Linked DNA regions of Mus musculus: all the other regions are linked to region 1. A link is a contact called in public Hi-C data. All regions are on one chromosome and are shown on one strand. The core of a region is the stretch at or near the end of the contact, and the rest is flanking DNA. Distances in the headings are between cores, read along the strand shown.

Region 1 (3,514 bases), core at 692-3,191:
CTCCTTGTGTATGTATATATGGACAAATGGGTGTCACAGGACAATCTCAGTTTTATCTCCTCTTCAGTTTTTTCATCTTTTTCTTTTCTAAAATTGTTTGACACCCTCATACGTATACATAATAAATTTCAGTCATTTTGACCCTGGGTTTCATCTGTGACTCTGTGGTCGTTTAAGAATGCCTAGCTCGGGGAGTGGTCCTATTTGGAGGTGTGTCCTCATTGGAGTAGGTGTGTCCTCATTGGAGTAGGTGGGTCCTTACTGAAGTAGATGTGTCCTTGTTTGAGTAGGTGTGCCCTTGTTGGAGTAAGTGTGTCATTGCCGGTATGGGTTATAAGACCCTTATCCTAGCTGCCTGGAAGCCAGTCTTTTCCTAGCGGCCTTCAAGTGAAGATGTAGAACTCTCAGCTCCTCCTACACCATGCCTACCTGGATGCTGCCATGCTCCTGCCTTGATGACAATGGACTGAACCAGTGAACCTTTAAACCAGCCGCCATTAAATGGTGCCCTTATAAGATTCGCCTTGGTCATGGTGTCTGTTTACAGCAGTAAAACTCATAAGACAGACTCGCTCAGTCTCTTGCTGAAATTCTTCTCAACAAATCTTGCTCCTGTCCGTGGGCCTTCCTTTAGCATGTGATCCACTGAGTTTAATGAGAGATCCTCACTCCACGCTGTATGTGGTGTTATTTACCAGGAGAGGAGCAGCTTTCCAGAGGCTTCACCAGTGAATGACATCCTCCTTTCCAACAACCATTAGTTGTCTAGAGCCTTCAGGGAGAGGCAGAGCCTCTCAGGCATCTCCTTCATCCATGATGAAATACTGGGATGCGTGTGGTCAAGCAAAGCAGCAACATGCTCACGAGTGGTTGATACTTCATTTCTAGAAGGCATCTTGTGCGGCTCTCATCCCCGTCTGCCCTCTGGTTTTTTACATTTCTTTCACCCCCTCTTCTGTGACATGAGTCTCTCACAGGGTTTGAACTTGGAAGGTAGACGAGGCTGCTGTCTAGGGGATCCTAGGGATCCTTCTGTCTTTGTCTACCCATCTCTGGGGTAACAAGCCGACCCTATCGTATCTATTTTGCTTTTTCTTTTGTGTTTGTGCCAGGATCACAGCTCAGGTCTTCGTACCCATGAGGGAATCACTTTACTGTTGGATTCGTCTCCCTTGCTCTCCCTGTGAGCATTTATAGGTCTCTTTACCCTCCTCCTCGTTGGTACTCAACACATGGCTTCATTATCCCTGTTTCTTAGGCATAGATGAGCAAACTTGCTCTATAAATGCCAGTGAGTATCTTAGCTTTTACAGCCACATATGGCTCTGTCGTGTGTTCATTGTTTTGTCCCCCCTCCCCCCCGCCCCTTCCCAACAATTTACAAATGTAACACTAAGCTCATGGAGTGCAGTGTGGGTTTGATTTGGTCTGCAGGCTGCAGCTTGCCAAATCGCATCCTGGAGAATCCAGAAGTGCAGTGTGGGATGGGCGCACGTAGGCTCTTGGTCCCCTGGTTCCCTTTTCTACTGTGGCTTTGTTCTTTCCTGGTCACTGGCTGTCTCAGAGTGGTCCCCAGAGCCTATTCTCCCTGTGATGTAACGGTGTGAAATGGTGTTTTCAGCTGAAGGCCTGAGGCGGGGGAGGGGAGCATCCCTAATTAGCCTGTGCGGTTTGTGTCTTGATCCTTTTCATCTTCAATGGGCTTCTGCTAGGAGAGGATAAGAACGTGCTTAATTACAGGCATGTTGTCATAGTCCCAGCGTTCGCCTGCCTGATGAAGAATGAAGGTCCCTGAGATGGAGTGCTCCGTCAGAGGGTGTCTTTGGGAACCGACTGATATTTTTTTTCTTCCTTCCTAATCATTCTATGTCCAGAGTGATCCTGAAGGAAACCCCAGGTCGTTGCCCTAATCCATCATCTGCCCCAAGACATCTGGCCTGTGTGAAGCGTGGCAGATGTCCACCAGTCAGATCCTGCCACTGGCCTGCTATGGCTTTGTAGAGTCTTGCTTATTTATTTGTGAATCTCCTTAGTTTCGGGCATCTGGAATGTCTTTTCAGTAGGTTTCTGGTCTCACTAACCAAGGAAGAAGGAGCATTAGCCTAGACAGTGTGCCCCCACTTTCCCTGGAAGCCTGAAGTCTGTTGGTACAGTCATAACGCTTTTATAGAATCTCCTGTTGGTGTTCTTACAGGCACATGCATGCATCTGTTATGGAGTTTTCCTTGTTGATTACCTTAGTGTCGTGAATACACACATCTTGCAGTGTAAATATTGCCATCATACAATAGCATCATTATCAATCCTCAGATTTTTTTTTTCTCCACCTTTCCCAATTGTATCTCCATGATCATGAAACCCTAAGTCTTAGTCTGTCCTTTTCCAGCCTGTTTGGTCACCCTTTGCGTATTGTTTTCACAACCTAGGTATGGCACCGTAGGTGGGGTCATTTTTATTTGTCCTATTATGAGCTGCTCCATTCATTTAATATAGCATTCTCAAGGTTGGCCTGTCCTGTCCCTTATGTTAGAATGCCCTTTCCTTTTCTGTGTTTGATCTCCGTTGCTATGGGAAAACACTCTGACTGTAAAAACCTTAGGGAAGGAGAGGGTTGATCTCAGCCGGCGGGTTATAGATCATCTCTGAGAACACTTGAACTCAATCGGGAACTTGAAGCAAAAACCATGGAGTAATGGCTACTTGATAACTATCTGGAAGGCTCATGCTCAGAGAGCTTTTTTATGTAGTTCATAACTACCTGCCCAGGGAGTGGTGCCGCCCACAGTGGGCTGGGCCTTCCTGTGTCAATTAGCAATGAGGACAATCCCTCACTGACATCCCCACTGATCAACCTGATAAGGGTACTCAACTAAGACTCTTTTCAGGTGAGTTGCTTGCCGTGTCAAGCTGACAGCTAACTGCTAACTGTGATGCCTTTTAAGGATGAGAAACATTCCCCTGTAGTCACATGTGCCATTTAGTTTGCTCACTCACCAGTGGGCACTTGGATTACTTCCACATTGTAATTCTTGTACACAAGATTTCTGTGAACACATGAATGTAGGTTTTCATCTCTGTTGTGTATGTAGTTTCAAGTTATTTTTGCACCTTTTGTAGAAAAGGTCTTTTTAAATTCTCTTGTTTTTAAGTTCTTGGGGGTCCATGGGAAGTAGGACTGTGGAGCCAACCAACCTGGGAGCCTCCTGCATGCTAGGCAAGTGCTCTGCCACTGAGCATACGCTACAGCCCTTATTTTAAGCTTTCTTTTTCTGTTCTTTTTTGTATCATTTATCTATCATAGCATAAATTTTTATCTCAAAGAAATCAGTTTTAACTGCAGCACACACACACACAAAATCTAAATAATCAGTCTCTATTCATTCTGTGCTCCAGGCTCTAAGCTCAGGTCTCTAGGTAGATTGGTATTTTCAAGGCTATCGGTATGTTCTCTTTACGTTACAGGAAAAGAAAGACCTAAAGCGATTGAGGGGTTGCCAAGCAATGCTAGCACATG
Region 2 (3,514 bases), core at 563-3,062, 280 kb before region 1:
TATATCTCTGCTCCTCGTGTACTCAAAGAATGCGTTGTATCATCTATATCCTTTTTTCAGGGAAAAGTAAATACAGACAGTTTTGGTTGCTTTTATGTGTGCTTATTTGCTATTTACCTTTAAAAAAAACAAAAAACAAAAAAAGCTCTATCAGGCAGGCATCAGAGTCAGTGTGATTCCCGAGTCTGTCCTCAAGGTTGTATGATTTTGTAGTCAATGGCCCAGGGCTTGAATAATTTTCAACATGAAAGGATCTGGAAAACTTGTCTTTTAGATGTTAACAGGGAAAGTTTTGCATTTTTTTGCTGTTTTTTTGGGTCTGTCTGTAAGTGTATGCCATGTGCATGCAGTTGCTCTTAGAGTCCAGAAGAGGGCGTCAGATCCTGTGGCGCTGGATTAGTGATGTTGTTGGGAGGGGCTCCATACAGGTCCTGTTGAGCAGACTTCGTACCCAGGGTGTTTGCAAGAGCAGCAAGTACAGCAATTGTCTGCAACCACCCAGCCATTTCTCTAACCCGGAAGTAATATTCTAATATCCAGGGATGTGAGTCAGTTTGTCTTTTTTGTTTATTTCTTTTGTTGACAGTAAGCTAGCCATGTTATTTTTGTCAACCTAGGATATATTCTTGGATTCTTTCAAGGACGGTGTTATACAATGTTTGTGCTACTGTTCCAAATAGCCTCTGAGAGGCTCCACCCAGCAGCTGACTCGGACAGACAGACACTCACAGCCAAACAGTTGATGGAGCTCTGGGACTCTTGTGGCAGAATAGGAGGAGGGATAGCTAGCCGCAAAGAGAAGAGAGACTCCAGAGGAGGATCAACAGAGTCAAGAAACCTGAACCCTTGGGGCTCTCAGTGTCTGAACTACCAACCAAAAAACATGCACATAGGTAGCAGATTACAGTTTGGTTTTCATATGGGTCCTGAATAACTGGAGGGGGGCTATCCCAAAAGCTGTTGCCTATACATGAGATGTGTTCTTCTAGCTGGGCTGCCTTGTCTGGCCTCAGTAGGAGAGGATGCACTTAGCCCCTCCAAGACTTGAAAGGTCGGGGGATACCAAGTGGGTCCACACCTGCTCAGAGGAGGAGGGGAGAGGGTGGAGGAATGATCATGGAAGGGGGTAACTGGTAAGGGGGCAGTAAGCATGATGTAAAGGAAATAAGTAAAAAAAAAAGAAGATGATGAAGAAAGAAAGAAAGAAAGAAAGAAAGAAAAAGAAAGAAAAGGAAAGGAACAAAGAATTTATTTAAAGAACCTTTGTGGGTTGACTTAGTAAATAATACACCCTCTTGTCAACTGACGCTTTATTCTTTTGTAATTTAATAACTTGTTACAGTTTTTGGAACACTGGAGAAATCAAGTCTTCAATAAATCATTCAATAGTACATGAGTCTTCCTCACAAATATTGAGCATACATTTTTAAAAAGTGTAGAATTTTACCCCCAAAATGTCATATTTAGAACTAAGAAGCCTAGAGTCACTACATAGTATAAAAAAAGAAAGCATGGTAAATGGCTTCAGAGTTCTTATAGCTCAGTTACTCTTGGATTATGCTAATTGAAAAGTTATAAAATGGTATTAAAAAAATAACGCGTGAAGAATTATGCATGAAACACTAGGGCATTTTTCTGAAGGAGAAAAGAAAGCAGTCATTCTCACACCAGCAGAGGTTCAACACAAGGTTCTGGCTGGAAATTCCACGGCTCCTATTTCTCCCTGTTTTTCTTGCACCAGATGGCACTGTTTAGTTCTCTTTTGCAGCCTTGTTCTGGAACTTTCTGTGGGAGAATCTGTTTCAGTCCAGGCTCACCAGTGACACCTCCTATATCCCACATGAGGCCTTTGTGGATGCTTGAGAGAGGCCTTGACTCATGTGTAGCTGTGTCTCGCAGGACCCACGGCAAGCTTGTTAGCAGATCTGAATAAATCCACGGATGGATGGGAGCCTGAATTTTCCTCCCAGAGTTCAGCGGCTGTTTTGATTCCAGACGTCTTACAGTGGTGTGGTTTTTCAGAGTCTTTGCAGGCGGCTCTTATTATCTGATGCATCTTAGATGTATTATATGAGTAAAAGTGTGTCTGTAGTCATACAGACACAATCTTTTTTTATGAAGTCTCTTGGAGCTCTTAAAATGCTCTTTGACATTCGGTAGGACTTCTGTTCCACAGCATCATTGAGTTATATTAGCTTCAGATATTAAAACTCAAAGAACGTTTTGTGCCATTTCTATTTATTCCTAGGGCTGGTTTATAAAGAAATTACTGCAGACCTTTGATGTCACTGTGTCTGAGGCTAGCTGTTCTATCTCCTCCTTGCTACTGCTGTCAGTACAGTATGCCTTCAGGAAAGCAGCCTCAGCTCACTCCTTAATAAGAATGCCAGTATCGCACTGTGGTCCCTCCCCTTCCTGATTCTTTATAAGCATATTATTTTGAGGTGTTTTTTCTTTTTAGACTTTATTAAATGCTGATGAATGTTTTTGCTCGTCTGTATGTCTGACTCCACTAGGTCTGAACGGGTCAGAAGAGGGCATTGACTTCCCTGGAAATGGAGTTTCACTTGGTTGTGAGCCTCCATGTAGGTGTTGAGAATTGAACTTGGGTCCTTTGTAAGAATCCGTACTCTAACCTCCTGAGCCATCTCTCCCACTCCTATTTTACTTATTTTAGTGTGTGTGTGTGTGTGCGCGCGCTGCACGCATGTGTGCATGTGTAGATAGGTAGGTGTGTGTATGTATGAGTACAAATGTCTGCATAACACAGAAGACAATATTAATTTCCCATGGAGCTAGAGTTACAGGTAGTTGTGAGTTGCCTAGTGTGTGCACTATGAAACTCTGGTCCTCTGCAAGAGCAGCAAATGCCCTCAACCACTGAGACATGTCCTGGTCCCCACTTCTTTTCTACAACTCTTTTAATTTAATTTAATTGTGCTTAATTTTGAGATCAGGTCTCATGTAGCTTTGACCTGCAGTCTGTAGCTGAAGCTGACCTTTAGCTTTTGACACCCCCCCCGCCCCCCCCCCATCTCAGTGCTTGGATTACAGCTGTGTACCAGCACACCTGACCTCGTTTTGTGACTAATATACATGCCTGGAGCATCATCGTGTGATGCTCTCATGAATGATGCTCCCATGAAAGCTGCTTTCCCTTTCCTGTTGTTTCTCAGAAACAGTGGATTGTTGACACTCACTGATATTCCTGTAAATGCAACACTTTTTTTTCTCCTTCATCCTGAGTTTAGCACTGATTGCTGCTGTCCTTCGGTATTTCCTTGTTCTGGGTGTTCTTGGTTTTTGTTTTGTTTTGTTTGGTTGGTTCGTTGGCTTTGGAGTTCTACGATTTAGAGGTGGGAATAGAAAAAGAACACGTTCTGAACTGGGGTTTTAAATGCCTCTCCAGGGTGTGGGTCTTGGTGTACTTAAATTCAAAGGGTGCATTTCTGGTGCCTTCCTCTTGCCCTCCTATTTTTTCTCTCCCTTACAACCCCTCTTCCTTGTGGAAATG
Region 3 (3,514 bases), core at 759-3,258, 270 kb after region 1:
TTCCGTGGTTAGAACTCAGGTCACCAAGCAAAATGTGGCATGCACTTATGCTCCCAGTTCTTGCTGGCCCTGCTACCCAGGGTCTCTAAGTGGCCTAGAGCTCACTAAATAGGTTAAGCCAGCAAGCCATCCCCACTTCCTAGCACCAGGATTACAAACATATATTACCGTATCTGGCATTTTTTTGTGTGTGTGACTGCTGGGAACCAAACTCAGGTCCTGTATTTGCAATTACAGGTTGATCTATCTTCCCAAACCAACTCTGTACTTGTTTTTTTTTTTTTTTTTTTTTTTTTTTTTTGGGTTTTCGAGACAGGGTTTCTCTGTGTAGCCCTGGCTGTCCTGGCACTCACTTTGTAGACCAGGCTGGCCTCGAACTCAGAAATTCGCCTGCCTTTGCCTCCCGAGTGCTAGGATTAAAGGCGCGTGCCACCACGCCCGGCTCTGTACTTGTTTTAAACATTTTTCTTAATAATTATTTATTTCGGGGAGAGGGGGAAGCACACAAGTCACAAGGTACAAGTGGAGGTCTAAGGACAACTTGTGGTGGTTGAGAGCACTGGCTACTCTTTAAATATTTATTTATTTATTTATTTATTTATTTTATGTATATGAATACATTGTAGCTGTACAGATGGTTGTGAGCCTTCATGTGGTTGCTTGGAATTGAATTTTAGGACCTCTGCTCGTTCCGGTTGGCCCTGCTTGCTCTGGCCCAAAGATTTATTTTTCATTATTATACATAAATACACTGTAGCTGTCTTCAGATGCACCAGAAGAGGGTGATCAGATCTCATTACGGGTGTTGTGAGCCACCATGTGGTTGCTGGGATTCGAACTCAGGACCTTTGGGAGAGCAGACGGTGCTCTTACCCGCTGAGCCATCTCGCCAGCCCGGCTACTCTTTCAGAGGGCCTAGGTTCAGTTCCCAGCGCCTACATGGCAAACTACAAGCATCGCTTAATGGCTGTCCCAAATCCTTTTATGGGCATTGTGTTCCCATGGTACACAGACATACATATAAATACAGGCAAAACACACATGGAGTAAAAAAAAAAATTTTTTTTAAAAGAACAAACAACCTGTGGAAGTAATTTCTCTCCTTGCCCCTGTTGGTCCCAGGGATCAAACTCAGGTTATCAGACTTGGCAGCAAGCACCTTTCTGTGTTGAGCCATCTCACCTGCCCCCAGCTCTGTGCTCGGAACACACTTCCAGGCAAGACAGCAGCTGCTGGTCTGTCGACTGGCCAGATTATGTAGACCTGCTCATCAGTTTTCAGCTGTTGAATTCAGATCATCAGATGCGTGGTGCCTGCAGAATGCCGGGTCCCCAGGGGTGAAGCCATTGAGATTATACAGATAGCCAAGATGCCTGCCCAATGAATCGACTCCAGAAATGTCTGAGAACACATTATCTTTCCCAGGCAGGTCCTCCCAGACCTCATTTGTAATGTGTGATTGAGGACATCTCTCCCTGATGTTATCTAGGGACTTAAAGCAGACCTCCTCAGCTGTCCCCAGCTGGCCCTGTGCACCCCAGCCGGGGCACTATAAGTTTATCAGGTTAGCCAGATGACAGGACAAATATAATTTCTGGGCCACAAGGCCAGTCTGGGTGAACGCATGACATAAGGTTGTTAAAAAAAGGAGGAGGTTGAAAATAGACTCCACTCTGGTCAGATGGTGCCAGGGACTGGCCCAACTAGTGGAATGCCCCAGCCCTGGAGGACTGAGACAGTGAGGCCCACGTCCCTGGAGAGGGTCCTGCTAAAGCCAGCTTCCTTGAGAAACCAATTTGGCAGCAACTCTGGTAAACCTCTTGCGGCCAAAGGGAGGAGAAAAAAGGGCTTTAGTGCAGATACAAGGATATTCAGATGCAGGCTGGCTCCTCATCATGTCTTCTCATCAGTGTAATGATTTTGAAAATTCCAGCAATGTATTCATGCCCCTGCATGACTTTGAGAAATGCTCCTGTCTCACCAACGCCACGGGCAAACCACGCTTGAATGCTGTCAGGAGCCAGGCTCGCTGGCTGGGAGGGTGAGGACGGCCTGGATTCCTGAGTCAGGCTGCTAGCTAAGCCCGGCAGGGCCTGGAGGGTGGCAACCGTGTGGTTTGCAGGTTAGTTAATTACTGTGGTGTTTGTATGGGAAGATCCTTGGGTGTGTTTGTGGGAACAGAACCCTGATTTTAATTACATCCCTTCTGGTTCTTCAGATTGCGTGCTTCCCAAAGATCTTGTTTCTCTGGCTTTCACCTACTCTCTGATGTGCAGAGGGTTCAACCGGCAAAACAAAACAAAACAGCCAAGCCCAGACTGTGTTTGCACTAAGGATCAGGATTTTTAGAGCTGGAAGGGATGTAGATGTAGCTAGCCCAGCCCCTTCCGCTTATATAATAGGAGGTTTGGAGAGATTAAAGCGACCCATCCAAGGTCACACAGTTTGGAATTGAAACTCAGGTTTCAGGGCTGGGATGGGCCTCAGTTGGTACAGTGCTAGCCTAGCACACAGGAAGCTCTGGATTCCGCCCGCAGCACAGCATAAACCAATCATGGCATGCCTTCACAGCACTAGAAAGTGGAAACAGGAGGCTCAGGAGTTCAAGGTCATCTTGGGCGATATGGAAAATTTGAGAATAATTTGGCTTACATAAAGTCTTATCTAAAAAAATAAAAATAGAAGAGGTTGGGATGGTCGTGGTAGTGCTTACCATTAACACCAATACTTAGGAGGCAGAGGCAGGCTGATCTCTGTGAGTTCAAGGCCAGGCCAGCCAAAGATACACAGTGAGACCCCATTTTCTAGCAAAGAGGGTAGCATGTCGGAGAGATGGTTTAGTTGCTAATGTGCTTGTCTTGCAGATGTGAAGACCCCTGTTCAACCCACAGAACCCATATTTTAAAAGCCCAGAGAGATGGTGTTGTGTGACAAAACTTTTAGTGGGGAGATGCAACACACGTATCTTACCTTACTTAACCCTAGATGGGGGGGCACGGGGGATCCTGCACAGTGCACAGCCTGCAGTCAGCTCAACAGCTTAGATAGTGTCCTTTCCAAGTGCCTCATTGGGTCTAAACCTCTGCCTGACAGCAATGACTGGTTTCTGCTTTGTCCAGGCAGGTGCTGTGACTCGCTGTCTTTTGCAGCTTTTCTCTGCTGAAAGTCCTGTTTGCAGCTCAGCATCCTTTATTTCTGAAGACTCTCAGCTTTTATTACTTACTTTGGCAGGGCGGGGCCTAGGAAAACTGCTCAGTTTCAGGGACTTCCGAAGCTATTTCTGAGCTGTTTACCCTTCTGCTTAAAGAGCTTTTGTTCCAGGATGGAAAGAAACCGTTAGACAACCGTTGGAAAGCAGAAACAGCTTAACAGTCCTTGCTCTGCTCTCACTTGTAGCTTGATGGGCAAGCTCCAGGTTCAGTGAGAGATCCTGTCACCAAAAAAAAAAAAAAAAAAAAAAAAAACAGGGTGGCAGCACCCAAGGAATTATATTTAAGGTTATCCTCTGGTCACT

What was found. A called contact is a pair of places that touch in the nucleus more often than the background predicts.
Region 2: a contact with region 1 is called in a Hi-C map of cortical neurons, with 4 times the contacts expected there. The contact joins two enhancer-like sites. A contact is called at or near these places in 4 of 484 Hi-C or Micro-C datasets (the HL-1 cell line, cerebral cortex, cortical neurons and 1 more) and 1 of 115 datasets of contacts at active chromatin or transcription factors (embryonic basal ganglia).
Region 3: a Hi-C map of the N1E-115 cell line shows a contact between it and region 1, with 2.9 times the contacts expected there. The contact joins two enhancer-like sites. A contact is called at or near these places in 3 of 484 Hi-C or Micro-C datasets (the N1E-115 cell line, nephron progenitors and uterus) and 1 of 115 datasets of contacts at active chromatin or transcription factors (embryonic basal ganglia).

What each region holds. Positions count from the first base shown.
Region 1 is chr5:131,831,483-131,834,996 of GRCm38.p6, reverse strand. All of the region lies in intron 4 of Auts2 (autism susceptibility candidate 2), which reads left to right. Among named protein-coding and RNA genes, the nearest start is that of 4930563F08Rik, 47 kb to the left of the region's middle. Within about 2 kb of position 1,941, at least 27 of the 459 cell types and tissues checked have an H3K27ac peak or open chromatin away from gene starts, as enhancers often do. A contact at or near this core is called in the N1E-115 cell line and cortical neurons, where this site is marked.
Region 2 is chr5:132,111,954-132,115,467 of GRCm38.p6, reverse strand. All of the region lies in intron 2 of Auts2 (autism susceptibility candidate 2), which reads left to right. Among named protein-coding and RNA genes, the nearest start is that of 4930563F08Rik, 230 kb to the right of the region's middle. Within about 2 kb of position 1,812, at least 12 of the 459 cell types and tissues checked have an H3K27ac peak or open chromatin away from gene starts, as enhancers often do. A contact at or near this core is called in cortical neurons, where this site is marked.
Region 3 is chr5:131,556,710-131,560,223 of GRCm38.p6, reverse strand. All of the region lies in intron 5 of Auts2 (autism susceptibility candidate 2), which reads left to right. Among named protein-coding and RNA genes, the nearest start is that of Gm29681, 140 kb to the right of the region's middle. Within about 2 kb of position 2,008, at least 39 of the 459 cell types and tissues checked have an H3K27ac peak or open chromatin away from gene starts, as enhancers often do. A contact at or near this core is called in the N1E-115 cell line, where this site is marked.